Linked DNA regions of Mus musculus: regions 2, 3, 4 and 5 are each linked to region 1. The links are chromatin contacts, called in public HiCAR-type, HiChIP or PLAC-seq and promoter capture Hi-C maps. All regions are on one chromosome and are shown on one strand. Each heading gives the region's core, a stretch centred on a gene start, on an enhancer-like site or on the middle of the called end of the contact. The rest is flanking DNA. Distances are from core to core; before and after follow the strand shown. Region 1 holds the start of Nid2 (nidogen 2). Region 2 holds the start of Nudt13 (nudix (nucleoside diphosphate linked moiety X)-type motif 13). Region 3 holds the start of Mrps16 (mitochondrial ribosomal protein S16). Region 4 holds the start of Sec24c (Sec24 related gene family, member C (S. cerevisiae)). Region 5 holds the start of Fam149b (family with sequence similarity 149, member B).

Region 1 (4,933 bases), core at 2,274-4,773:
AGAAGCTGGGAAGGCAGCAGTCTATGAAGTGCTTGCTGCGCATGCGTGAAGTCCTGAGCGTGATCCAGAGCACCCACATGAAAGTGGGGGCGTGACAGCACACGTATAATCTCAGCTTCCGGGAGAAAAATGAGCAGATCACTAGCCAGCAAGCCTAGCCTAACTGAGGGGTCCTAGGTCCCAGAGACAAGATGGCTCCCAAGCAAAGACATTTAAAGATGACCTCTGGTCCCCACATGCATGTGTGCACACTCTCACTCATAAAATGAAAACTTAAAAAAAAAAAAAAAAGACTATAAGAAAATAGAAATATAAGAACTGGTAACCTAGTTGCTTGTATTAGAAAAGTTTGTTTTCAACTATAAGTTATACATGATTTTAGATAAATGTCTAAGAGATAATGTATGAATGAATGAATGAATGAATGAAACAGGGGACTGTCTTCTCTAGCCCTCTAGCTGGCTGGCCTGCATGAAGTGTTTGAGTTGAGGGTATTCTGTTGAATTGGAATTGATATGTCAAGCCCACATACTACAAGGCTAGTCAGTAAACAAAACCGGATGCTAACCCGTCAAGTAAGAAACTGTAACTTCGACGGATGGTGGTGGCACATGCCTTTAATCCCAGCACTTGGGAGGCAGAGGCAGGCTGATTTCTGAGTTCAAGGCCAGCCTGATTTACAAAGTGAGTTCCAGGACAGCCAGGACTATACAGAGAAACCCTGTTTCAAAAAACCAAAAAAAGAAAAAGAAACTAAATTCAAATAATGTTTATTTCTAGATCTCTGCTAGTGCAGACTTTAAGAAAACATGTCTTTTCCTTTAAGAACATGGAACAATCACAACCATTGTCCGTGTGACAGGGACAATGGGCAAGCTTTAAACCTCTTAGGGATGATATCACTTCTGTAGTCAAGAAACACTAGGAGTTAAAGCAAACATGGTTTTGCTCCTATGCCATTATACACCCAGGTGGAATTTCACAAGAGGACTCTGTCTCTACCTACACCAGGAATGAGGCAAGCTACCCTGACCAACCATTGCCCACTTCACATGTTGCTAAGACCAAAGCTAGGAGCAGAGTTTTTGGTGCTTTCTCTAGCTAAACTGCAAAACAGTCTCCTGCAGACAGAAGTATGCAAACTGTTACAAAGGCAATGTGGGGGAAAGCTACAAGGAGCTTGCTAAGAAGTGTGTGGCATCCTTCTCTACTTTCCTGGGATGTCAGCTAAGACAGTGTTGGCTTTAGAGAGGTGCTAGAGAGGTGGCTCCACAGCTAAGAGCACATGTAGTCCTGTCAGTATGCTAGCTCAAATCCCTGTATGCAATCAGTCAAGCCACACTCAGTCAAGCCACTCACAACTGCCTGTAAGTAACAACTCTAACTGCAGGGAATCTAAGCCCTCTTCTAGCCCTACCAACACCAGCAGAGAGAGACACACATATGAATAAAATAAAAACCTTGAAAAGTGTTGTATAGTACTGATTATAATAAAAACACGGGAGCAACCTTAATGATCCCTAGGAAGGGTCATAAGTTCACTGGGGGAGGTCTGATACAGCTGTTTCAATGTTACAGAATCACACTTTCAAGAGTATACAATCCAGCAGAAGAAGCAAGTGAAACAGTATTATGGGCACTGTGAACCCACCATTGCTAATGGCAAGAATATGCTAAAGCAATAGCTGGGAATGTACATACAAAATATGGGTTACTTTTGGTTTGTCCAGACACGGTTTCTCTGTGGATTCTCACTGTCCTGGAACTCACTTTGTAGACCAGGCTGGCCTCGAACTCACAGAGATCTGCTTGCCTCTGCTGGAATTAAATGCATGTGCTGCCACGCCCAACTCATACCAAAAAAATTAATTAATTAATTAATTAATTAACAGTGGTAGGAAAATAAGAGGTTGTTCCTTTTGAAAACTTCCTCAATTTTCCATTTTTTCCCTTCAATGAACCTATCATTAGAAATATTTGTGTACTTATAGGTGGTTCTTGGTATCTGAGCCTTAGTCCCTCATTTCACTAAGCCGACTTAGCCACTTAGGAGAGCCTTAGAATGCCCCCAGAGACAATAAATAGACTTCACTCACAAGCTGCCTAAGCACTGGTTTCATCCAGTTCAACGCCTGATCAAGGGAAGAAACTCCTAGTCAAAGCCTTAGATCCAACACAAAATTCAGGCCGTCCCTTTAATTTATTCAGCTGCAGGGTATCCCTCACTTACCTCTCCTGACGGCGCAGCCCCGCGACTGACCTCCTCGTAGGCGCCCACGTGCTCCCAGGTGGCCAGGAAGGCGTGGGTGGGGGTGAAGCTGGACCCCGACAGCGGGAAGCCAGTGCGCACGTAGCGGGCAGCCAGGCTCAGCACAGCTCCGGAGGTGTCCTCGCGGTACAGGATCCGGCCCCTGCTGTGACTAGTGTCGATGTCAGCCAGGAAAGGGGCGATGGCTGGGAAGTCAGTAGGAAAATCATCATCTACATATTGAGTCTCCCTGGGGAAGTCCTGGGTGGAGATGATGCCGTTGGTGCCCACCTACAATAAGACCAAGGGGCGGTGAGACAGTTCAGCAGGTAAGGGCACCTTGCCGTCAAACCCGACGACTTGAGTTCTAGGACACAAGGTGGAAGAAAAAGCCAGTTCTCTGATCTTCATACACACGAGGTGGCACGTGAATCCCCAACATTTTTAATATTTTTAAAAGGTCAAAATAGTGGTGGTCGCTCAAGCCCAAGGGCAGCCACCGTGCTCCAGTCGTACGCACCTACCGTCCACCTATTGTAGAAAATATTTCTACTCCAATCAAGGTTGAGCCACATCCAGGGTAGCAAGCTCCTATCTCACCCTCCAGTGCACTGCGACCCACAGGTGCGGCTGCTCTCGAACCGGTCCATCTTTCTCCAGTATTGCTCGCCCTTAAGATAGCTCTGCCGGCGTGCACAGTCCCCCCCCCCCCACCGCCCTAAACGCAAACCCCACTCGCAGCCTTAACTTCATCTTCCTGCCTAGAATGTCAAAGTAGAGGGGCACGGTTCCAGCTCGCCCTTGAAACGATCCTTATTCCTCCACAGTAAGGATCAAGAAGTTGCAGCGCCGCTGCTAAGCCTGGTCCCCAGAGGGGACGACAGTTAAACATGGAGGTTGTTCCACTCCCTGGGAAGAAGCTAAGAGTCCCACACCCAACCGCGCACCTCCGGGAGCTGAACTTACGTAGAGGCTGCTGAACTGGGCATCGTAGAAACGCAGGGGTATTGCCAGCTTCACAGCTGCTGAGCTTTCGTCGTCGCCCTCCGGCAGCAGCTGGTCTCCCCACGACTCCCCGTAAGGAAAGAGCTCGTCGGGACGCAGAGCCCCGACTCGCGACAGCAGCAACAGCATCACCAGCAGCGATAGCGGTGATGGCGGTGTTAGCCACCCGGCTGTCGGGTCCCGAAACATGCTCACTCCTCCCTGGCTCTGCCCTCCACTCCGCAAGTCTCTGCGGGCCACACTGCCCGCCAGACTCCAACTTGGACCTCTGGTCCGCAATACGGGCCCGCCCAGCGCGCTGATTGGCTACAGCTCTCGGCCACTGACCAATCAGCGACTCTGAGAAAGTTCGCCAGCGGCCACTACATGTGGTTCTCATTAGGTTTTCTAAGACTGCTGTAGTTTGCTGGAGTGGCCGGGCTGGAAGGTGAGGCCGTTGGCCCGGTCTGGTCTAGGCTGTCCCAACTACTCCTGGGCTACCCCCAACTCTCCAGTGTAGGCTACGACGCTGCAGGAGGTGACCTCAAGGGCTGGCAGGACCCTCGGCGCGCGTGCAGCTCTGGGCAGGAGCGACTGTGCGCACTGGGTTGGCAGAGCGAGGGAGGGTAATGAACACACTGGAGTTCGCGCCCTGCCCTAGGGTCCGGGGTACCCCTCTCGCTAGAGGCCTGGCCCTCGGATAAAGAATCAAAGGAGCTTTGTCTCCATCCGGGGGCTGCTCCGCCCCACCCAAATTTCCTGCTGAGAAGCATGCCTTTGTGAAAGGCTGACTCCTAAATTCTATCCCCAAGCGCTGGCTAACCTTTGTAAGGACACTGCCACCCTCTGAAATGTCCTCCCCAGCTGTTTGCCTTCCCTGGGGGAAACCACCCTTCAGCAGACGGTGAATCCTACTTTGTGTGACCCCCTTGAGTTGGAGCCTGGAGTGAGGCGGCCAGGCGCCGGGGCGGAACCACTGAGTGTTTCTCCCAAAGCCTGGGAGTTTAGGAACTGCCCTAGCGGGAGGCCACAGAGTCGGTAACCCGAGCTGCCCTGCAGGATGGGAAACCTTACAACCTGGAAAGCAGCTGTGCCGGTGTTGGGGAACCCCCTCCATCATAAACATCCCCTCTGGGAGCCGGATGAGATTTTATTACTATTTTATTATCAGGAGGGTGAAATTTCCCACGTACAGTCCGTTTTCTCTCGGCTTGGCCCATCCCCCACAGGCTCCTTAGAAGCAAAGGTAGTTTAAAAAAAAACTTAAAGATATAGGACTCTCAAACAGAGCTTTCTCTTTGTGTTTATCCAGCTATGTAATTCTTAAAGACCCATGGGGCCAAATACTAAAACTTCTTGAAGACACCAGACTGAAAGACTCTGAATCAACACAACAAAAAAGGCCCACAGCAGTTTGCTCCCTCTAGCTGGAGAGGGGTATGTTTGCTCTTACACAAAACAAACTCAAGTTTGCACATTTTTTTTTTCTCATTTTTCCTCTTGGGACCAAATATTTACATTTTGCTGAGGACAAAATGGTGTCTCAAAGATGTGAGATTATTTGACTTGTTCAAGGTCACCTCTTCCATCCTTCATGGATTCTTCCTCAGGCTCGGCACATCTCCTCCATTCAGCATAACAATAGCAGCTAACTTTGACTGGAGGTCTGTCCTACAAATTAGTGGCAAACCAAATTCCAAG
Region 2 (4,977 bases), core at 1,440-3,939, 540 kb before region 1:
TACAAAGTGAGTTCCAGGACAGCCAGGGCTACACAGAGAAACCCTGTCTCGAAAAACCAAAAAAAAAAAAAAAAAAATGTTTAGTGGGGATGGGGGTGTAGCTCGAGGATGTGGCTCAGCTATAGGATGTAGACAACTTGCCTAACATGCATGGGGCTCAAGGTTTAATTTTTAGCAACCCCCCCAATTATGATTAAACAGAATAATAAATAGCTTTTAAATTTAGAATGATCTGTGTAGTAGCAGGAAAGAGTATTCATAACATATTATTAAATGAGAAATGCCCATAAGGCAATGGGGAGAAGCTGGTCAAAGGGCACACAGTTCCACTTGGACAGGATATGTAAGTTCTGTAGATCTGCAGTACTGATGGTGACCATATACACTTGAAAACTAAGAGACCTTAAACGTGCTTATCGCAACGAACAACTACAAATATATAAGGTAATAGATATATTAGCTTGATTTACTTAATAAGATATACAAATATAAAATATTATACTGTATACTATATATATATATTTTTTTTATCAATTTACTGTTATTATTGTTGCTTTCTAAGATGAGTCTGGCCTAGAACTCACAATGTAGTCTAGGCTGGCCTTGAGCTAGAGGCAATCCTCCTATATCAGACCCCTACATGCTGAGATAAACACACATACCCAGCACCATACCTGGGTTTATTTGCCAATTATATATTCAGCTAGACAGGTGGAAAGACAAGTAATATTTGATTGGTCACCATTACCTAATTTATGTATAATTAAGAGAACAGATAAACATTCTGGGGTACATAAATTAATTTTTGTTTTGTTTTGTTATTTTGAGGTTAGATCTTTGCTTAAGTGGGCTAGGCTGGCCTTGAACCATGGCAATCTCCTGCCTCTGACTCTAGAGTGCTGAAATTACAAGTGTACAACACTTCACTTATCTGGAGTTACTTGGGTTTGTTTGTTTTCTGGTTTTGAGAAGGTGTCATATAACCCAAGCTGGCCTTGAACCCCATCCTCCTGCTACTGCCTATTGAATGCTGAGATTATAATTAGGCTTTTGTATTTTTCAGAAGTACACAGACTATAGACAGTGGCTAGTTTAGGAGAAAGAGATGGCGATGAAGGTTGACAGGGGCACATGCAATTAAACTGTTCATTTGTACACTTACAATTGTGTGTGTATGTGTGTGTGTGTGTGATGCATATGTGTTTGGTGCCTAAGTATGTGACTGCATGTGCATGATGCATATGCATGTGACTGTGAGAGAGAGAGATACTGCAGGCACACACATGCCACAGGATAAGTGTACAGGTCAGAGGACACCCTCAGGTGTTGGTCCTCACCCTCCACCTTATTTTGAGCCATGATATTTCTGTCATTCATCACTGTGTATACTAGGCTGGTTAGCCTGTGAGCTTCCAGAGAGTCACAGATGTGCACTATTGCACCCCACTTTACATGGGTCCTGGGGACTCAAACTCAGCAAGCACTTTATCTGCTGAGCCACTTTTCCAGCCCTGACTAAAATTTACTTATTTATTTTTACTGATTTTAAATTTCATTTATTTATTTATTTTTGAGACAAAGTATCACTCTGTAACCCAGGCTGGCCTCAGACTCATAGCGACTCTTTTGCTTCAGCAGGAAGGATTATAGGCTATCTTTAAATTTTAAAGCACATGCATATACATACATACACACACATATATATGTATATATAAATACAATAATGTATAACAAAACCAGTAGTTTCCAGGACTAACGGCTAAAAGAGGTTATTTTCACGCTACTGGAAATTTAGGCTACTGGAATTCCTCTGGTGAGGTTAATGGGTCCTGGGAATCGAGCTGTAACTACTCACTGCTCTTGTATGGCCATACAGCTACCTGGTTTCTTGTCCAATATTTGATACCAAATTAATTTTAGCCAACTGTCGATTATCATGGCCTGACGACTGGACAATATGTCAAACAGCATCCCCACACTTGACGCTCCTGGTGTGTGTGTATACAAAGAATTATCGATGAGATGAAAGGTAACGTTGTTTTTACTCAAAACTAATAAATGCCAAGGCATTTGAACGTATGAACTAACAACTTCTATGGCACACACACACACATTTCTCATTCTGTTCATCTTTCCAGATGGAATGACTTGAAAGGCATAAAGCGTGACCGTGGGTTCCTCCTGAATCTTCACAGGTGCCCAGGGAGCAGCCACTCCACTGTGGACTTCGATGGCTGGGAATGCTGGAAGCTGATGAGCAGCCGTGTTGCAGACTTCACGGTCTCTGTGCCCTGGTTTATATAAAAAGCTTTATGGTTTATTTCTAAAAGATCCCGCCACCATTTAAAAAATTAAGAGAAAAGGTGAAATATTGGAAACTTCCATTTTAAATAGCTCTTCAAAAATATTTCAGAAAATATTTAGAGGTACTCAATGTTGGGTACAAAAACGTCCGGTTTCTCGAGATTTGAAAGGTTTAAGTTAAAACTGTCAAACTCTGTAACCGAGAGCGTCTGGCAAGTTTTGATTATGGCTCCTTACTACATCCTAGTTGCACTTAGAACAGGTTTCGTTTCCTGTACTCACTCTTTTCGAGATGCCTTCTATGCCCCAATGGTCTGCACGCCCCTGGAAACTCCAAATGTTCAAGTTCAAATGGTTTCTCTTTTCCCTTCCCAGTGGGATTGACGCTTTGCCACACCTCCCAGAATCCTCCTTAAAGATGCACTCTGGGAAATGTAGTTTCATCGCTACAGCGCACGTAGGGGTGGTTGGGTAAGTGGAAATCTGACACACTTCCCAGCAGTCTCAGAGAGATTACCGATGCACTCTGGGAATTGTAGTTCAACTTTTAGGCCGGGAGCTTGTAACCTTGGGTTGCAAAGTTAACCTTATAAAGCATATAGTGAAACCCACCACAAACAAATAGCTTTAACAGTTTCCAGATCTTCTGGGCTAGATGCTGCTTAGCTGAATTGGTGAGCCCCAGGTTCAGTGGGAGACCCTGCCTCAATGAACAAAGGGGAAAGCCATGGAGGAAGACATTCCATGTCAACTTTACCCTCTACACCCACATACTTTAATGTGCACCCATGGACACACATGTGCCATGTACATATGAACATGAAAAAAAAATCTTTTTTTAAGGTTAGGAGTTCCGGGCTTAGCCGGGCGTGGTGGTGCATGCCTTTAATCCCAGCACTTGGGAGGCAGAGGCAGGTGGATTTCAGAGTTCAAGGCCAGCCTGGTCTACAGAGTGAGTTCCAGGACAGCCAGGGCTATACAGAGAAACCCTGTCTCGAAAAACAAAAACAAAAACAAAAAAAGGAGTTCCAGGCCTGCCTTTAATCCCAGGAGACAGAGGCAGAGCCCTCTGAATTTGAGGTCAGCCCAGTGTACACAGTAGACTCAGGTTATCAGGGGTGCATACTGATACCTTGCTTTAAATAAACGAGGGACTGTGCTTAGGTATATAGACGCTTTAGGTAAAACTCTTACCTTGGTCAATCAGTAGGATCAATCACCATCTAAGACGAATCTCCAGTAAAGCTACTTGGGGCTGCTTTCTTTCTTACTATGGGAGTTGCTTGCTTCTGTGAGAAGCCAGTGCTATTAACCACTAAGCCATTTCCCTAGCTCTTCAAAATATAATTAATGAGACAAAATATTAAAAGTACAGGATACATAAAAAATGCATCTTAATGTAAACAAAATTCTATGGGAGAAAACAAAATAAATAACTGTACACACGGTTGTAAGTGCTGGGGCAGAAGTTAAAGCATGGTAAGAGGAGGAGCGGTTTTGCTATTTTACGTAGGATGGATAGCCTCATTGTTAAGGCAACACTGGAATAAAGAGCTTGACAGAGCTGACAGGAACAGCCAAGTTAGGATTTGTGGGGAGAGACTTGTAGACAGAGTAAAATAAGCTCGTGCAAAGGCCCTGGGGTGGAGATGTGCCTGGCGGGTGTAAAGAAAGGTTAGGACTGGGGCTGGAGAAATGGCAGAATGGTTTAGAGTCCTGATTGTTCTTCTAGAGGACCTGGATTTGAGTCCCAGCTTCAATATAACAGCTTACAACCTTCTGGAACTCTAGTTCCAAGGGATCTGAGGTCCTCTTCTGGCCTCTGTGGGCATTGCTCAAATGTGGTACACAGTATACACAGACAAAACACCCATAACACATAACAATAAAAGGTAAAACAAAGAAATGTAGGACAGATCATTATAGATGAGGTCAAAAAATAGACAGGCACTAGATCACACGGAGCCTCACGAGTGTTATGTTTTTATAAAGCCATTATAATGTTCTGGGTTTATTCCGAGAGGGATAGAATGTCACCAAAGGGCTTAAGCGGAACAAGAGGACATTTTAAAAGAACCATTGTAGGGACAAGGTTACTAACTCCTGAATATAGATCTGAACACAGATCTAGATCATCAGAAAAAGGACAGCAGGCCTAGTTTAATGGCTAGCCAGTTTTTAATGGTGAGAGGAACGTGTGTGTGTGTGTGTGTGTATAAAAAGAGAGAATGTGTGGGTCTATCTGTCTCTCTCTGTGTCTGTCTGTCTGTCTGTCTCTCTCTCTCTCTCTCTCTCTGTGTGTGTGTGTGTGTAGTGTGTGTATAAAGAGAGAGAATGTGTGTGTCTGTCTGTCTGTCTGTCTGTCTGTCTGTCTCTCTCTCTCTCTCTCTCTCTCTCTCTCTGTGTATGTGTGTAGTGTGTGTAGGCCATTAGACATCATTCCTCAGGCACTGTTCACATGGGTGTTTGAGACAAAATCTCTCAGCCTGAAACTCTCCAAGTCGGCTATGCTAGCTAGTCATCAAACCCTGGGAACCTGTCTGTCTCTTCCTCCCCAGTGCTGGGATTATAAGTGCAGGCCACTGTGCCCAGTTTTTTCCATCAAGAATACAGAATGGAACCTCAGAGATGGTTCACCAGATAAATGACCTTGCTGCTACGTCCTCAGCACCT
Region 3 (4,983 bases), core at 363-2,862, 640 kb before region 1:
AGACAGAGAAAGGGGGGGGGGCGGGGAGGGAAGAAGAGGAGAAGAGGGAAGGCCAGAATCATTGAGAGAGAGAGAGAGAGCAAAGAGAGGAGCTCCTTTCATAGTAAACTAGGCATACCTGGCAATTGCCAGGTAACCGTGGGGTGGAGCCTAGAAGGAATTCTAACAACTCTACTATGCTTAAGTGGAAACCAATTTGGACTGTATCTCCTAACTCTCTCTCTGCCAAGCTGGAGGAGCTCACGGAAGCTGAGGATGCTCTGTCTGAAGCCAACGCGTTGAATAACTGCAACGCCGAAGTGTGGGCCTATCTGGCTCTGGTCTGCCTGAAAGTGAGTGTTTCTTATTGTCCCTTCACAAGGCCCTCTCAGGGGTCAGGTGAAGGCCCAACTAAGAAAGAAAGGTAAGCTGGCTGTTAGCACACAGCAACTGAAGTTGGAAGAGTTCCAGATTTGTCTCTACTGATGACAAGGAGAATGTTCTGGGCGGTTCCTCCTTGAGATGGATGTGGTCAGTAACCTCCGATTCACATTTTACTAGGAAAGATGTTAATTGCTTCTTTCAGGTTGGACGACAACTGGAAGCAGAGCAGGCTTATAAGTACACAATAAAGGTATGCGACAGCTGATTGCCATTCTGAGAGTGTACAGACCATGAGAGCGCTCAGTGCCTGATGAATTCCCACCCAAGATCCAATACATTCCAATTCTTTGAGAGCTTCCATGGTGTCGAGAATACAGGAGAGGCCCATCCCGTCCCCACAAATCTGGAGCCTCTTAAATTAGGGGTCTTCAAAGTCACCTGGTGTGTTGGACATAACTTCTTCCCTGCCTTGTTTCTGCAGCTGAAACTGAAAGACCAGGCTCTACTTGAAGAAATCCACACTGTACAGGAAATGGTTGGTTTTGGAAATCCATCTTTCTGACAGCCTTACAAGTGGATATTTAATATGGAGCCCCAAGCACGTTTCCTTTCCAAACTGTCACCAGATGAAGCCTGCCCATCCCCACCCCTTTAGTTCACATTAAAAAAATATAAACCCCAAACTCAAAATTTATCATGTTTCTGGAGTCGTATGTATAGCACATTATATTTTATATGCTCTTATGTACATGTAGCTAATTAATAGCCACTATTTGTGGGTAGATATCTGGCATAATGGTGTGACTATTAGAATTACTTTTTAAAGTTTATCTGATCACCTTGTTGGTAAGATTCCCTGGAGGTGCACAATTGCCAAAGTTCTGGACCAATGTTACTGGGGCTTGGAAATTAAGGCAACATCTTCAAAGGTGGGACCAGAATACAACTGTGCTGTGTCACACACAGTTGACAGTGGGTAAGAGAACAGAGGATATTCCGGAGGCGGGGGAACCGTCGCAGGATGGAACGGCCTGCAAGGAACTCAGCACCGCCGCGGACAGGAAAGTCTCCCGCACGCCGCAGGCACTCAGCTGAAGACCGCCAGCAGCCCACGCCTACAGACACGCCTCTTCCGTAGCAGTCAAGGATCAGTCACCGGCGCCCTGTGGCACTCCCGGCGCTCGGTTGCCCTCCCGTGCGCATTGGAAGAGAAAGCGGAAGGGGCGGGCCGATCGGCCGGAGGCTTCCGCAGAGGGCTTTCCGGCTCTGGAGTGGTGCGGACGTCGCGTCGTGTGCCCGCCGGCCGCTTGGGGGCGCTCTTCCGGGCTTCAGGCTCTGTGCCGCGGGGCTGTGCAGCGGGACAGCTGGAGAGCCGCTCGCCCAGGCACCATGGTCCAGCTCAGTGAGTGCGCGGGGCTTCCGGGCGGGCGTGGGCTGCGGCGACCCGGGCTAGGCGCGGCCACATCGCCTTCCAGCGGAGCTTCGTCTCAGTCCGTCTCGCTTTTAGCAGTGGTCTCACTGGGTAGCTCTGGCTGGCCTGGAACTCGCAGCGTAAAGACGGGCTGGCTTCGAACTCCTTCCTAGACAGACCTTTGCCTCTGCCTCCCAAAGGCCCTGTGATTAGAGGCGTGCGCCACCGCGCCCAGCCTGTCTCAGTTTTTTACCACACATCGTAGAAATCGTTTTACAGATGAGGCACCTAAGGGTAAGACAAGGTCATGGCTTAGTAAATGGTGTTAGGGTCCGAGAATTTGGAAATAATCCAATATGAAAACCAAGTTTAAACCAGCAAGCTTATTTTAAAAGCTAATATTTCGGGGAGACGGCTGGGTTCGGGGTCCAAAACGTGACAGCGTGGGGCAAGACAGGACAACCTTTTAAAACATAAAAACCACAAATTGGATGGGCTAGGGACCACATGCATGGTTTTCCATACCTGTCATTTTAAGTGGGTTACTACCGGTCAAGTACCTCAGTTGGCTTTTTTTTTTTTTTAAACTTTTTATTAGGTATTTTCCTCATTTACATTATGCTATCCCAAAAGTCCCCCATACCCACCCCCCACTCCCCTACCCACCCACTCCCCCTTTTTGGCCCTGGCGTACCCCTGTACTGGGGCATATAAAGTTTGCAAGTCCAATGGGCCTCTCTTTCCAGTGATGGCCGACTAGGCCATCTTTTGATACATATGCAGCTAGAGACAAGAGCTCCTGGGTACTGGTTAGTTCATATTGTTGTTCCACCTATAGGGTCTCAGTTGGCTTCTTAACTTGGCCTGGATTGAGGCCAGCCAGTCAGAGCCTATATAGTGGCTGGTTGGTTTCAGTCCGGACTAGTTGCTAACCAACAAGGCATAGGGTGAGATATTGTGGCCTAAGTTCATATGGGGCGCCTGGGGCCAGAAGCCATTTCTGGGAATTCAGCTGTTTCTTAGAATTTATCTTAGTACAAAGTGGAGACTATTTACAAGATGGAGTCTCCAAGGGTAAAGTGGACCCCAACCTCGGCAGGACTGTGTTATGTGGATTTGGAAAAAAGGAGGTATGTCTGGTCTGGAGGGGTTAAGGAGGAGTTTCACCCACACGATTGTATCTAAGCTGGATGGGGCAGGGCATAGATTGGAAGTGAGAACATTGCAGTAGAAGGAGGAATTGTGCCTTTACCTTATATTACCTTATATTTTGAGTCTACTAAACATTTTTGCACCCTAACGAACTATTTCTCTACAGCAACCATTTTCTGCAAAGCCTACCACGGAGGCCACCTAACCATACGCCTTGCTTTGGGTGGCTGCACCAACCGGCCTTTTTACCGCATTGTGGCTGCTCACAACAAGTGCCCCAGGGATGGCCGATTTGTGGAGCAGTTGGGCTCCTATGATCCACTACCCAACAGTCACGGAGAAAAACTAGTTGCCCTCAACCTGGACCGTATCCGGCATTGGATTGGCTGTGGGGCTCACCTCTCTAAGCCTATGGAGAAACTTCTAGGTAAACCAGCCCTGAGCTTAGATAATTTAACAGATGTTATACTGTGGTCAACTCTGTGAGGATGGAAAAGAAGAATGGTTTCTATTCCATCCAAGCTGCTCTGGACAGGAGTGGAGGGTGAAGTAGTGTAACTGCCGTTTTTTAATCTGGAGACCCCCTTTATGGTCTCCTTTAGAACACTCCAAGTGACTGGGATTTTGTGCAAAAAAAATGGGACAACTGTGTCGTGGATACCTGCCTGTCAGTTTGTTTGTTTGTTTGTTTGTTTATTAGTGAGGAGAACGGTGTTAGGAAGTAGACAGTGAGCTTAGCAAGCCAGGAGCCTATTTCTTGCCTATGCTGTTGGTCAGGTGTTGGGTTTCAGTTCTGGGAAGCAGACTCTTGGGAAACTACATGTGAGCTACATTATAATGAGAATCCTGTTGCTTTTAGGTCTGTCTGGCTTTTTCCCCCTTCATCCAATGATGATCACCAATGCTGAGAGACTACGGAGGAGGAGAGCACGAGAGGTCCTCTTAGCGTCTCAGAAAGCAGAGTCAGAGGCCAAAGAGACAGAAGCAAGCTGACTTCAGTGAACACTGCCGTGGCCGCAAAGTCAAGGGCCTGTGAAACTTGTGCATAAAGTTTTGTGTTGGGTTTTAAGGATCAATAAATGGAGTTTTCTAAGTCACGGTCCTCTGGCATAGCCTGAGCAGGAGTCAGACAGAGGTTTCTTTTGTCTGATGTTAGAGCTGGATGTAGATACCTGCTTGGCTTTCCTACCTTACCTTGTGGCATGCAGGGGGTACAGGGAGGTTTGGGCTTTGGGTTAGGCCCTGGTCACACGGGCAGCTTTACAGTTTGCTGGTATCCAGTACGTTCCTGCTTCAGAGTCCTCAGCCGAGTGTTCTTGGCTCATTCAAATGTTTTCTTTAAGACAGGGTTTTTCTCTGCAACCCTGGCTGGTGTGGAGCTTGTTTTATGTAATCTATACACCAGCCTGACCTTGAACTTGTAGTGTCCTCTGAGTGCTAGGATTACAGGGAGGGCTTCTATGCATGGCCCAAATGCTTCCTTAACCACTTGGATCATCCCAAAGGTGAAGAAGACAATCGCCTTGTGTATTGTCTGTTTCCTTGACACATGAGCTCATGTATACAAAGACTCTGATGGAAAAGTTGGGGCTTTAATAGCCTTACCTTTTTTTTTTTTTTTATTGTTTTCTTTTGTTTGTTTTTCTTTTCTGAGATTGGTTTCTCCGGAACAGAACTGACTTTGTGTGCCAGGCTGGCCACCTGCCTCTGTCTGCTGCGTGGCGGGAATGAAGGCGTCCTCCGCTACCCTTTAAAGAGTAATCAGAAGGAAGTGCATCCAAAGGCTGAGAGTCTGTCGCTGTGTGTTCTGTATCACAGCTGTGGGTCAGTCAGATCCACGGTTACAGATGAGGGAGGCTATGCTCAGGAGTAGGAAACATAACTTGAGAACAACTTGGGATTCAAACTCCGTATGTCTACCTACAAAGTATTTTCCTACATATAATGTTGCCTATATGAAAGGAAAAACAAATGATAAGACAGCCATTCCAAAGCTCACTTTAAATGCCAGTGGGAAGCCTAGAACATGGCTCAGGACGTAAAGCGCTTTATTTTTA
Region 4 (5,202 bases), core at 144-2,643, 920 kb before region 1:
ATTTCAACTTCAGACAGACTTAATGGAACAGAACAGCAGCAGCCATTCTCCAGTGGTATGACTTTCAGTGTCCAGGCAGTCACACAGAGTCCTCTGCCTGATAACTACCATGATGTTACAGGTAAATAAAGCAATGTTTCCACTTTCCATTCATTGTATCTACCACCAAGTCATCCATTCATCCCCCAAAACAGAATAACTTCAAATGTACTAGGTTTTGTTCAAACACACACACACACACACACACACACACACACACACACACACAAAGAAAAACTGTAAAGTAGCTATTTGGGAGAAACAGTATTCTTTGTCTGACCTACAATAATCCAAATGTTACTCTGACCCCAGTCTTTCCATGAACAGAATGTATTAACCTCACAAATGAAACATTTAAGATAAAAAAAAAGTAGCAATATTCCATGGCAAAGGTCATTCATCTCATGTCTCAAGCAGAGGACTATGGGTATTCTACATCCAAGAGCATGCCTGTAATTGTTTCTGTTCTAAGGTTTGTTTGATAGGTCGCTATCAAACTATTGCAATCTTGCCCAGGAACAGAAGGATGAGTTGGAGGTCCTTTTCAGGGGTCATTCCAACAAGGGGACTGGAGATCTAAACATCCTTCTAGTTATTATACAGGCAGAAGAGGCCCAGGAAGAGTGAGACCTCCTTTCAGGTGCTGCAGTAGAACAATAGGTTTCTCTTTGCTAGGAGAGCCCAGAAGCTAAACCGCTGCCGGACTGAAAACTCTGTAAAGTCAAAGCCATTTTAGAACAGTCCTTCCAAACGCTAAACGTTGCACATGCCACCAACATCAAGCCTGGGAAACGTCCCTCTCCCTTTAATTTCCTGAAGGAGGCTGAGGGACCGAATAAGCTCAGAGTCAAACTCCAATCTTGACTCCATTCTAGGGGGATAGCCGAGGGTGACAACCGAAAGGGGCGGGGCAAGCTTCCTAGAACTCTGAAAGTACCCGAGATGCGGAGGCTTGAGCGCTCCAGAGATCGAGATCCGGAAGCCAAGCCAGCCTCTAGGGCCACGAAGAGGGCCGGTTCACTAAGCAGTAAAGACCAATCCTCTAATGCCCTTCAACATGCTGGGAGGGCGAAGCGAGCCGGAACCTGGGCCAGGAGGTGAAGGGAGGGGTCCGGGGACCTAAGACCGATCGCCGGCCACAGATGCGAGAGGTGAGGGTCTCTTTCTAGGCCCCGCCTCCAGGCTCCTCCCTTTCCTCTAAAACCGGACAGCGATCAGGCCAAAAATACCCTGGCCTCTCCTCAGCATTCCTCCCCACCACGCAACCTCGCGATGCCACTCCTCACCCGGCTCCAGATCCAGGTTCGACTTCGTTCCTAACGTCAAGGCTCCCAGGCTCAACTTCCGGTTCCGAGGGGGGGGGGGCTGGCGTGCCGTCCCCGGAAGTTCCGCCCCATGCTCTAGGGCTAGGCCACTCCTTCTGCCACGTCGGCCTTAGGCACGCTTCCGGAAACCCGGATGTTGCGCATGCGTATGTGGTGTATCCCGTCATGGACGCAGTCTGTAAAGTATTGCTGAGTTTCATGCTTTTTTTTTTTTTTTTTTTTTTCTTTCCTTTCCAGATTTTTCCACATTTTCCAGACTTTTTTTATGGCTTTACCAGCTGAGAGGGTATTGAGAAAACTAGGTCAGATTATTTTTAGTAACGCTCCCTTCGTCGTGTGTTGACTTTAAGGACAGCTAGTCTTGTATCCACTTCCTGTTAACCTTTCACCCCGTTGATTTGCGTCCCTACGGTAGAGCTCACCCTGACCTTTGAGCCACACGTGGTAGTGGTAGGGTGGGTTCTAACCCTCGACTTTGGGCCGATTAGTTCAATGTTTGGACAACTTCTGCCCCGGTTTACTTCTTTAATGAAAAGAATTCGTGTCGAACAGTGAATTGGGATGAATTTAGAGACGTTTCCTAAGATTGTTCAGTATAATGTTTATTCAATAAAGATTAGTTACCATTTTATGCCTTGCCCTTTTTTTAATAGAGGTAACTCTACCAGAATATAAAGACCTCCCTGCTCTCTGTTAAAAGAGCTACAATTCTTTCAGTAATCATAAGACTCTTCAGAGAACAATGTTAACTAATAAATGATTATTGCTCTTTTATCCTCTAATCAGTTTTTTGAGACTGGATCTCAATTTATAGGCAGACTATCCTGAAACTGGATATATAACCCATGATCACCGTGAACTCCCACTTTTTATGCTTCCAACCTCTCCGTTGCATGCATTGGAATTCTTTCTGTGCTGTTATGCTTTAAGCACTTCTTTGGGCCAACTTAGGTTCATGAATAGAGTAGGCAAACTGTTTTGTGGGGTTTTTTCCTACGTAATGGTAGTTACACAGTAATGCATGCTTAGAGAAAAATGGGCATTTAAGTTTGCATGTCAGTTACTAACCAGTCAGTTGTTTCTGTCTAGCTTGTTTTAAAATGTCTTATGTATGGGTGTTTTGCCTGAATGTGTATCTGTGCACTTTGTGACTACAGTACCTGCAGAGGCCAGAAGAGGGCACTGGATCCCCTGGAACTGGAGTTAACAAATCTTGTAAGATACATGGATGCTGGAAATCAAACCCAAGTCACCTGGAAAAGCAGCCAGTGTTCTTTGTCACCAGCCCTGTTTCTATCCACTTTTAAAATACTGTCCGTGGATCCTAGTATCAGTATCAGCTGAGACTTGTTAGAAATGTAAATTAATATCTTTCCTATTTATTTGGGATTTTTTTTTTTTTTTCAGAGACAGGTTTTCTCTGTGTAGCCCTGGCTGTCCTGGAACTCACTCTGTAGACCAGGTTGATCTTGAACTCAGAAATTCACCTGCCTCTGCCTCGCAAGTGCTGGGATTAAAGGGTACATTACCACCACCACTTTTATCCACTCTTATGACTCTCTCTCTCTCTCTCTCTCTCTCTCTCTCTCTCTCATAGGAGGTCTCACTGTATAACCCTCCTGAATTCATTGTGTGGATCCAGCCGGTCTCCAATTCACAGAGATCCTTCTGCTTCTGCCCCCAGCGAGCTGCGATTAAAAGCATATGCTACCAAAGCTGACTAGAAATGTGCTCTAATTCACCTACATGTAGTTCAGTTTTGGGGACGGGGCTCAGCAAACAGTACTCCATTACACCAAGCTTGACAAATGACTCCCTCCTGGTTGATTCTCTTGCTGACTAACAGTTGTCAGTTTAAGAATTTGCCAAATGCAGATAACATTTGTTGAGCACTTGAGCTGCCCGAGCTTGAGCCCTCCCTCACCTTAGCATTTCACATGATTTATCCCATTCATATTTCATCACACCATAAGGAGGCAGATATAATCTGTCTTGCTTAAAGTTATGCACTCCTAATAAGAGCTAAGATTCACAGCTTAAAGATGGAGGCTATAAATTGCATTTTAAATTTTCCTATAACTCAACTTTGCACTTAGAATGGAGGCAGAGACAGGAAGATCAGAACCTCAGGCACACCTTGTTTATCACAAGTTCAAGGCCAGATTAGGCTATATAAGACCCTGTCTTTTTTTTTTTTTTTTAGATTTATTTATTTTATGTATGAGTACACTGTAGCCATCTTCAGACACACCAGAAGAGGGCATCAGATCCCATTACTGATGATTGTGAGTTACCATGTGGTTGCTGGGAATTGAACTCAGGATCTTTGGAAGAGCAGTCAGTGCTCTTAATCTCTGAGCCATCTCTCCAGCCCCAGACCCTATCTTTAAAAACAAAGTTCAAGTTTAGCTTGGGCTGTGTAGTGAGAGCTTGTCTCAAAAAGGTAAATAAATAAAGAGAAAAAACTGTAGGTGTAGATGGAGGCCAGTATAGGGTGCTTGCCTGGTGATTGTTCAGTTACTACCTAGTAGGTGTAGACCAGTAATGAGGGGTTGTGTGTGTGTGTGTGTGTGTGTGTGTGTGTGTGTGTGTGTGTTATTTTAGGTGTGTGTGTGTGTGTGTGTGTGTGTGATTTTAGGTGAACCCATAGCTGTCAAAGTGTTGTGGGTGTGGGGCTGGAGAGATAGGTCTGCAGTTAAGAGCACTGGCTAGGAGCTGGGCGTGGTGGCACACGCCTTTGATCCCAGCACTCAGGAGGCAGAGGCAGGTGGATTTCTGAGTTTGAGGCCAGCCTGGTCTCTAGAGTGAGTTCCAGGACAGCCAGGGCCATACAGAGAAACCCTGTCTCAAAAAACCAAAAAAAAAAAAAAAAAAAAAAGTAAAACTAAGGGACAGGCAAAGGTGGCTCTTGCAAAAGAGCCATTTGTTCCCCAGGACTTACACTGAGAGGTTTGTAACTGCCTGTGACTCCAGCTCCGGGAGATAGAATGCTCTCTTGCGACTCCAGTCACTTGCAGTCACATGCACACGCAACCCGCACACAAACATGTGACTAAGCAGAGAAGGGAGAGCCAGATGCTTTTTGTTACTGGTAAAGTCAAGCAACTTTGTGAAATCACACTAATAACAAGGTAACAAGAACTCAGATACTGTTTTTCTAACTCTAAATTCTGATTTTTATAACTTTGTCATAGTTAGGATTTATCACAAACCTGCAGAACTGTAGTGGATTGGTCTGGTACTGCTTTTATTCAAATGCTAATTCTGCACCCTAAGATCTGGCTGCTCCAAGACCGTCACATATACCAGTTTTTGTTATATAAATCTCGCTCCCCAAATTATCTGTGATTGGTTAATAAAGATGTCTACAGCCTGTAGCTGGGCAGAAGAGTGGTAGGTAGGGCTTTGTTTCCTGGGCTTAGGGTCTGAGACAAGGACCATAAGAGTGTGGAAATATAGGAAGAAGAAGGAATAAGTCGCCACGGGGAAGGAGGATCATAATAAGTACATGGCCATGAGGGCCAGCCTCTTGAAGTAGGAGTGGCCCAGGTGGAACATGGCAAGTGCTATCTCAGGGTTACTGACAGGGAAGTAGACAGACTAGCATAGAGGGTTCACATCCACCCAGCTCTAGTGCTATAAGAATTATAAAGGTTTTGTGTCCTTTATTTGGCAACTAAATGATCTAAGGTGGTGTAGAAATCCCCAATTAATATTTACTACTGGGAGGCTTACAATCATCTGAGTCCAGCTCCAGGACATAAAATGCCCTCTTCTTGTCCCTAGTCACTTGAAGTCACATGCATAAACCCTATCCACTGATGACCAGCTACCACCT
Region 5 (5,177 bases), core at 1,419-3,918, 600 kb before region 1:
AAATACAATACAATTCAGTAAAATCTCGGAATGCTCACCTCCACTGAGAATGTTTGGAGCCAGACCACTTAGATTTAACACTGACTCTCACTTAGCTAATCATACATCATAAGCAGTTATTTAATTCTGTTTTAAGTGAAACGCATGCACTAGGGATTCATGATGTGTGGGCAGAGAAACTTGTAAGCCTCTGTTTAACCTACCTTGTCTCCTGGGTATGTCTGACTAGACAATTTTGTGGGGAAACAATGCCTGCTCTAGATAACTATGTCTGGAAGATAGAATAACTAATGTATTGTTTATTCCAGCAGACAAGCCCCAGCAGAAAATAGACTCCAGAGGAGTAGTGCCCAGCAGGTAGATGATTAAAAAATTATGAATGTTTTACATTTTGAGGTGGTCACACACACACACAAACCTCACACCTTGCTTATATGTGTAAATACAAATTTTAAATGAAAGTCAAGGCTGGAAATATAGCTTAGCAGTGGTACTTCCTAGCATATCTGAGGTACTAAGTTCATTTCTCAGAACCAAAAAAGGGTGTGGGAGACTACACTGAGACAATCAACCTTGCTAACCCCTTTTTAACATCTATAACTAGTAACTGCTAAAGAATGCTACTACTTCAAAATGGATGGGCTCTGTAACAGCTAACATTAAACATTCATTTAAATACACTATCATTTCTATGCATTTAATCCTCATTGCTCACTCTATTATGATTCCCTTTGGGAAAGGCTATTTTTAGGAACTATAAAAAACAGCATCAAGAACAAGTAGTACAATACACAGGGTCAGAAATTTCAGCTCAGGAGATGCCTATCCAGAGTGTCTTCATACAACATGTATTTTTAACATCTCTGGTTAGAAATAATTATAAAAGCAAATCTGGGGCTGATAAGATGGCCCAGTAAATAAAGGTACTTGCCACCAAGCCTCATGACCTGAGTTCAATCAACAAGACTCACATAATGGAATGAGTGACTCTTGGAAGCTGTCTACTAACCTCCAAATGTGTGCTATGGGCCGGGCAGTGGTGGCGCACACCTGTAATCCCAGCACTTGGGAGGCAGAGGCAGGTGGATTTCTGAGTTCAAGACCAGCATGGTCTAAAGAGTGAGTTCCAGGACAGCCAGGACTGCGCAGAGAAACCCTGTCTCAAAAAACCAAAAAAAAAAAAAAAAAAAAAAAAATCAAAAAAACAAATGTGTGCTATGGTGCACGCGCATGTGCATGATACACTAAATGGAATTTTAAAAATTAAAAGCAGATTTTAAGTTAAATCCTTCTCACTTTGGGGAAATGATTATTTCTTAGTTTTATTCCCTAAGGAGCTTATTATCTGATTTGCTGTTGTGCAAATAACATATTCCTTAATAGATAACATGCTTCTGAAAAGCAAGGAGAGGTTCTCTTCTTTGTATGGCTCTTTTACCAAGTAAAGGCGGGAAGAAGAAAGTAGTGCTATCACTTATTGAGGATCTATTATGTACCAGCCCTACGTCATCATTTTAGGTATACTTGTACATCTTAGTTGTATACATAGACAGGAAGGCCCAGATCTAGTTAAATTTCCTAAAAGCTAAGTGGCAAGAAAAGTATCCATCTAAAAATCTCAGGTGTGACTTTAAATGAATGTTATTGGAATGCATAATAAGTGTATGGCTGTTGAAATTGCTTACTTCAATGAGGAGGACCAATGGGACTTGGTTTAAACGTTCAGGCCCTATTGGGTTCAGATGTGGAAGCTTTCTAATTTTATCTGAGCAACAGAAGCTAGTTACAGCAATCTTTCAGAACTGCTGAAAGGACCAAGAAACTGCAGGTTCTTTTGAAATTGCAAAGTACCAGTCAGTAGATATAAGGCTCTATGTTACACTTTACTAAGGGTACAAAGCAGGTTTTTAAACTACCAAAGTGCTTGCTTTTTAGCATTATTTGCAGGGGGTGTGACGGCAATGTGTGAATTGCTTGACAACAGGCTTTACAATCGGATTGACCCTTGGTTTGTACGTCTGAGCTGCACCACCTTCTAGATACAACCTTTAGACCTGTGATCTTTATTTGTAGGATGTGCAAAGTTGGTCTCAACCTGATTTCGCTATTGCATTCAAGCAAACAGCTTTGCATGGTGTTCTGAACTAGACACGTTCAACGTTATTGTAGCATTTAAGCTATTATCTTCAGTGGGGTCAAAAGCACTGTGGGAACAACGGATGCAGCACTCCCTCAATTCAGGACCTAACAGTCCCAAAGGCACACCCTAAGCTGGTGACCCAAAGACAAAAGGCAGCTTCCACCAGGGCTGGGAGGTGAGAATCCGGGATAGTATTTTCCCTCCCTATGTCTGGGACGGGAAAGGAGAGGACGGGCCTTATAAGGTCCCTTGAGCTCCGGCGGCCCAAGCTGGGCGAGCAGAGCAATCCACTCACAGCTCCACGCTCTGCGGCACGGCCTTCCGAGTGTATCTGGAGATCATCCTCCTTTTTCTCCTCTGCGGCCAGGGCGGGCAAGCCAGGGCGGGGGCCTCGGGGCCTGGCCCTCCCGCCGGCTCCGGCCCGGCCCCCTCCTGCCACCTACCGGCCCCGTCTCGCCCCGTCTCGCCCCGTCGCTTAGATTCCGGACCGCCACCTCCCAGAGTTCCCACTCTATAGTCTTCCGACCTGCCTCCTTCCTCTCATGAGCGGAAGTGACGAAGGTACAGCGTCTTTCGGAAATTGGCTCCGATGCGCACTAGAGACTATACTCAGGGTTCCGAGCCTCACGACTTGCAGGCGTTCAGGCGTGGATCAGGGCCCAAGCGAACGCGAGGACCCAGCATGGGCCGGGATTGGGCGGTTGGTGGTCGCCTCTGACCAAGTGTCCTGCTGGAAGAGGCAGCCAAGGAAAGGTGCCAGAGCAGAGGCGCACGAGAGAGCTATTGAAAGGGATCGCTTTACTTTTGTCAGGTGGAAGAAGAGCGTCTAGTTTGGTGAAGGAGCACTATACCGCGCCAGGACAGTGCTCCTGGTGGCTCCTCTTCTGTACTCTCGGGTATGTCATTTTTCATTAATTCCCATGATCTCAAGTCCAATTCTGACTCTGTAAATTCTACATAAAGAGCCCTGCTTGGATTTAGGGTGAGGGTGGGTAGAGTTTTTCCTTGATCCGCCAGGGTGAGAGGCAGCACGATTCTAATTTACAGTGGTGAGTGGGTAGTTGCATAGAAGGTGCAGGTTCCTTATTGGTTCATTGCAAAGCCAAGTAAGCTTAGGAATTAAATTGCTGCGTTAGGTGGGCATCCGGAACCATGACCAATTATTTTGGGACGAAACTCCGACACGCAAGTGTTGGCACTTTTAAATCTTCTATAGAAGCCCTGTAGAGCAAGGGGCATTGCTTTTTAACGCACCTAGTAACACAATTTTAAAGGAAGGTGTTTTAGAGACGGCAGACTAACACTTTCATTTCACGACTAAGTAGAAAGCTCAAGAAAGTAAAGTGCCCAAAGTATGCCACCGACTGAAGCACGGTTGGAAGGTGTGAGAGAATAATGGATAGTAATGGAATGTTTTCAAACTGTGTTACACACACTGCTGCCGACTGAAGGGCAAACATTTATTTATTTGTGAGAAAGGATCGTCTTATGTTACCTAGCCTAGCCTCAAAATCCTGGACCCAGGTGATCCTTTTGCCTTGATCTCTCAGCTGAGACCATAGGCACACCTAGCTATTTTTAACTTTTATCCTCACATACTTCTTTGGTTTGGGAAGTGAGTTGTTGGACTTTCATTTACTCCATAATATCAAGGTTTCCAGTTCACATAATTTAATTTTAAGGAAGATAGTTTTAAGTCTGTTATTCAGAGGATAAATCAAGTGGTGTCTGGTAAAGGCCGGAACCATGATGGTAGGTGTGTATCAAATTTGGGGGAAATAATGTAGTCACCTAGAAGAATTCTGAGAATGCTGTTATTTCTCCTTTTGTGTGGCTTATGTCCCTTGAACTTTGATGGCCATTTTTAGAGAAGAATGGAGGGCAGTGGAAAGCTCGCAATGGTAGAGGATGCTGTGGAGTACCATCTCTTCCTGATACCAGATAAAGCCAGAGGCACAGAAGAGCACAGAGAGATTCTTCAGAAGTACATTGAACGGATAATGACCCAGTTCGCACCCATACTGGTCCCTTATATCTGGCAGAATCAGCCTTTCAATCTCAAATACAAGCCTGCAAAAGGTAAAGTAAGCCTTCCTTCTGAGAGACTTGTTCCATAACCTTAAAAGCCACTGACGTCTGCCCACATATAGCCAAGCCCCTAACTTTAACTCTATAGAATATCTTTATGGCTAGGGATGCGGGGACTGTGGCTGTGGTATGGACTCTCTCACTGTGCCTAAGTGTGAGTGCTGGTGCTGCGAAGGCCCAGGCTTGGGACTTAGTCACAGTTCTTTTTCTCTGCGCAGGACTTATCTCCATGATGCCTGTGGGAGGTTGCTTTGTTTCATGTAGCTGTTTTCCTGAGAATCCAAGAGTGACTTTGTCTGGCCAATAAAAACAACTAAATGGGTTTTGTTACTGTCCGTTGCCACCCAGAAGCATTTCCGGTGTCCTTTACTGCTGTCACCAGTGCTTACGTCCAACTCTAGCAAAATACAGTCATCTGTTCTGTCATGTCTTCTAACGTTATGAAAATGAATGAGTGCAGCCAGGCTGTATTTACTCAGTGACTCAGAGTGACTGTTGAGGATCGGGAGCCTTGGATCTTTGGATCCCGCCATTCCTGTTCACACTTCAGTGCTAATGTGTTAGATTTGGCTAGCAGCCGCTCGGTTTCTCCTGTGGTATTACTGTCACTGAACTTTTTTCCACCACTGGGCATTGAACCTGGGGCCTTGTGCGTTGCTAAGCAACTGGTCTGCCACTGAGCTACTTCCCCAACCCTAATTTTATTTTCTAGATACAGGCAATGTTTATTGACAGGGAGATGAGCAAATTAATGTGCCACATATAAAACGAGCCCATTAGACAGGTATGGTGGCACACACCTGTCATCTTAGCACTCCGGCCTAAGGCAGGAGAATCACCAGTTTGAGGCCAGCCCGGGTCACAGAGTGAGAGTCAGTTTCCAAACAAAAACAACCTATTATCTTTTAGAAAGCCAGGCTTACCCTGAATTTTCCACTATGTGATGGCA

The links. Promoter capture Hi-C pulls out the DNA fragments that hold promoters and counts their contacts. HiCAR-type assays count read pairs that join an accessible place to other places. HiChIP or PLAC-seq counts read pairs in DNA pulled down with a chosen protein or histone mark.
Region 2: a HiCAR-type map of astrocytes shows a contact between it and region 1, with 5 times the contacts expected there. The contact joins the promoter of Nudt13 here to the promoter of Nid2 in region 1. A contact is called at or near these places in 11 of 39 promoter capture datasets (the 3T3-L1 cell line, 3T3-L1-derived adipocytes, cranial neural crest and 7 more) and 6 of 115 datasets of contacts at active chromatin or transcription factors (astrocytes, embryonic forebrain, embryonic stem cells and 2 more).
Region 3: a promoter capture Hi-C map of maxillary cranial neural crest shows a contact between it and region 1. The contact joins the promoter of Mrps16 here to the promoter of Nid2 in region 1. A contact is called at or near these places in 2 of 39 promoter capture datasets (maxillary cranial neural crest and stem cell-derived epiblast-like cells) and 3 of 115 datasets of contacts at active chromatin or transcription factors (embryonic stem cells, extraembryonic endoderm stem cells and stem cell-derived neural progenitor cells).
Region 4: an H3K27ac HiChIP or PLAC-seq map of epiblast stem cells shows a contact between it and region 1, with 5 times the contacts expected there. The contact joins the promoter of Sec24c here to the promoter of Nid2 in region 1. A contact is called at or near these places in 1 of 39 promoter capture datasets (cranial neural crest) and 3 of 115 datasets of contacts at active chromatin or transcription factors (epiblast stem cells, extraembryonic endoderm stem cells and microglia).
Region 5: an H3K27ac HiChIP or PLAC-seq map of embryonic stem cells shows a contact between it and region 1, with 2.5 times the contacts expected there. The contact joins the promoter of Fam149b here to the promoter of Nid2 in region 1. A contact is called at or near these places in 6 of 39 promoter capture datasets (cranial neural crest, embryonic stem cells, frontonasal cranial neural crest and 2 more), 1 of 115 datasets of contacts at active chromatin or transcription factors (embryonic stem cells) and 1 of 9 other capture datasets (adipose tissue).

What each region holds. Positions count from the first base shown.
Region 1 is chr14:19,749,847-19,754,779 of GRCm38.p6, reverse strand. It overlaps Nid2 (nidogen 2), which reads right to left and starts at 3,523. Exons shown (of 21, transcript NM_008695.2): 1 at 3,215-3,523; 2 at 2,231-2,539. The coding sequence starts at 3,442.
Region 2 is chr14:20,292,402-20,297,378 of GRCm38.p6, reverse strand. It overlaps Nudt13 (nudix (nucleoside diphosphate linked moiety X)-type motif 13), which reads right to left and starts at 2,689. Exons shown (of 9, transcript NM_026341.3): 1 at 2,587-2,689.
Region 3 is chr14:20,390,263-20,395,245 of GRCm38.p6, reverse strand. It overlaps Mrps16 (mitochondrial ribosomal protein S16), which reads left to right and starts at 1,612. Exons shown (of 3, transcript NM_025440.3): 1 at 1,612-1,765; 2 at 3,093-3,353; 3 at 3,786-4,024. The coding sequence starts at 1,753. The coding sequence ends at 3,919. It overlaps Cfap70 (cilia and flagella associated protein 70), which reads left to right. Exons shown (of 29, transcript NM_029698.1): 27 at 231-332; 28 at 566-613; 29 at 845-1,056. The coding sequence ends at 925.
Region 4 is chr14:20,670,512-20,675,713 of GRCm38.p6, reverse strand. It overlaps Sec24c (Sec24 related gene family, member C (S. cerevisiae)), which reads right to left and starts at 1,393. Exons shown (of 23, transcript NM_172596.2): 1 at 1,326-1,393.
Region 5 is chr14:20,345,653-20,350,829 of GRCm38.p6, reverse strand. It overlaps Fam149b (family with sequence similarity 149, member B), which reads right to left and starts at 2,668. Exons shown (of 14, transcript NM_001024512.2): 1 at 2,436-2,668. The coding sequence starts at 2,482. Ecd (ecdysoneless cell cycle regulator) reads left to right here and starts at 2,709. Exons shown (of 14, transcript NM_027475.3): 1 at 2,709-3,036; 2 at 4,009-4,219. The coding sequence starts at 4,015.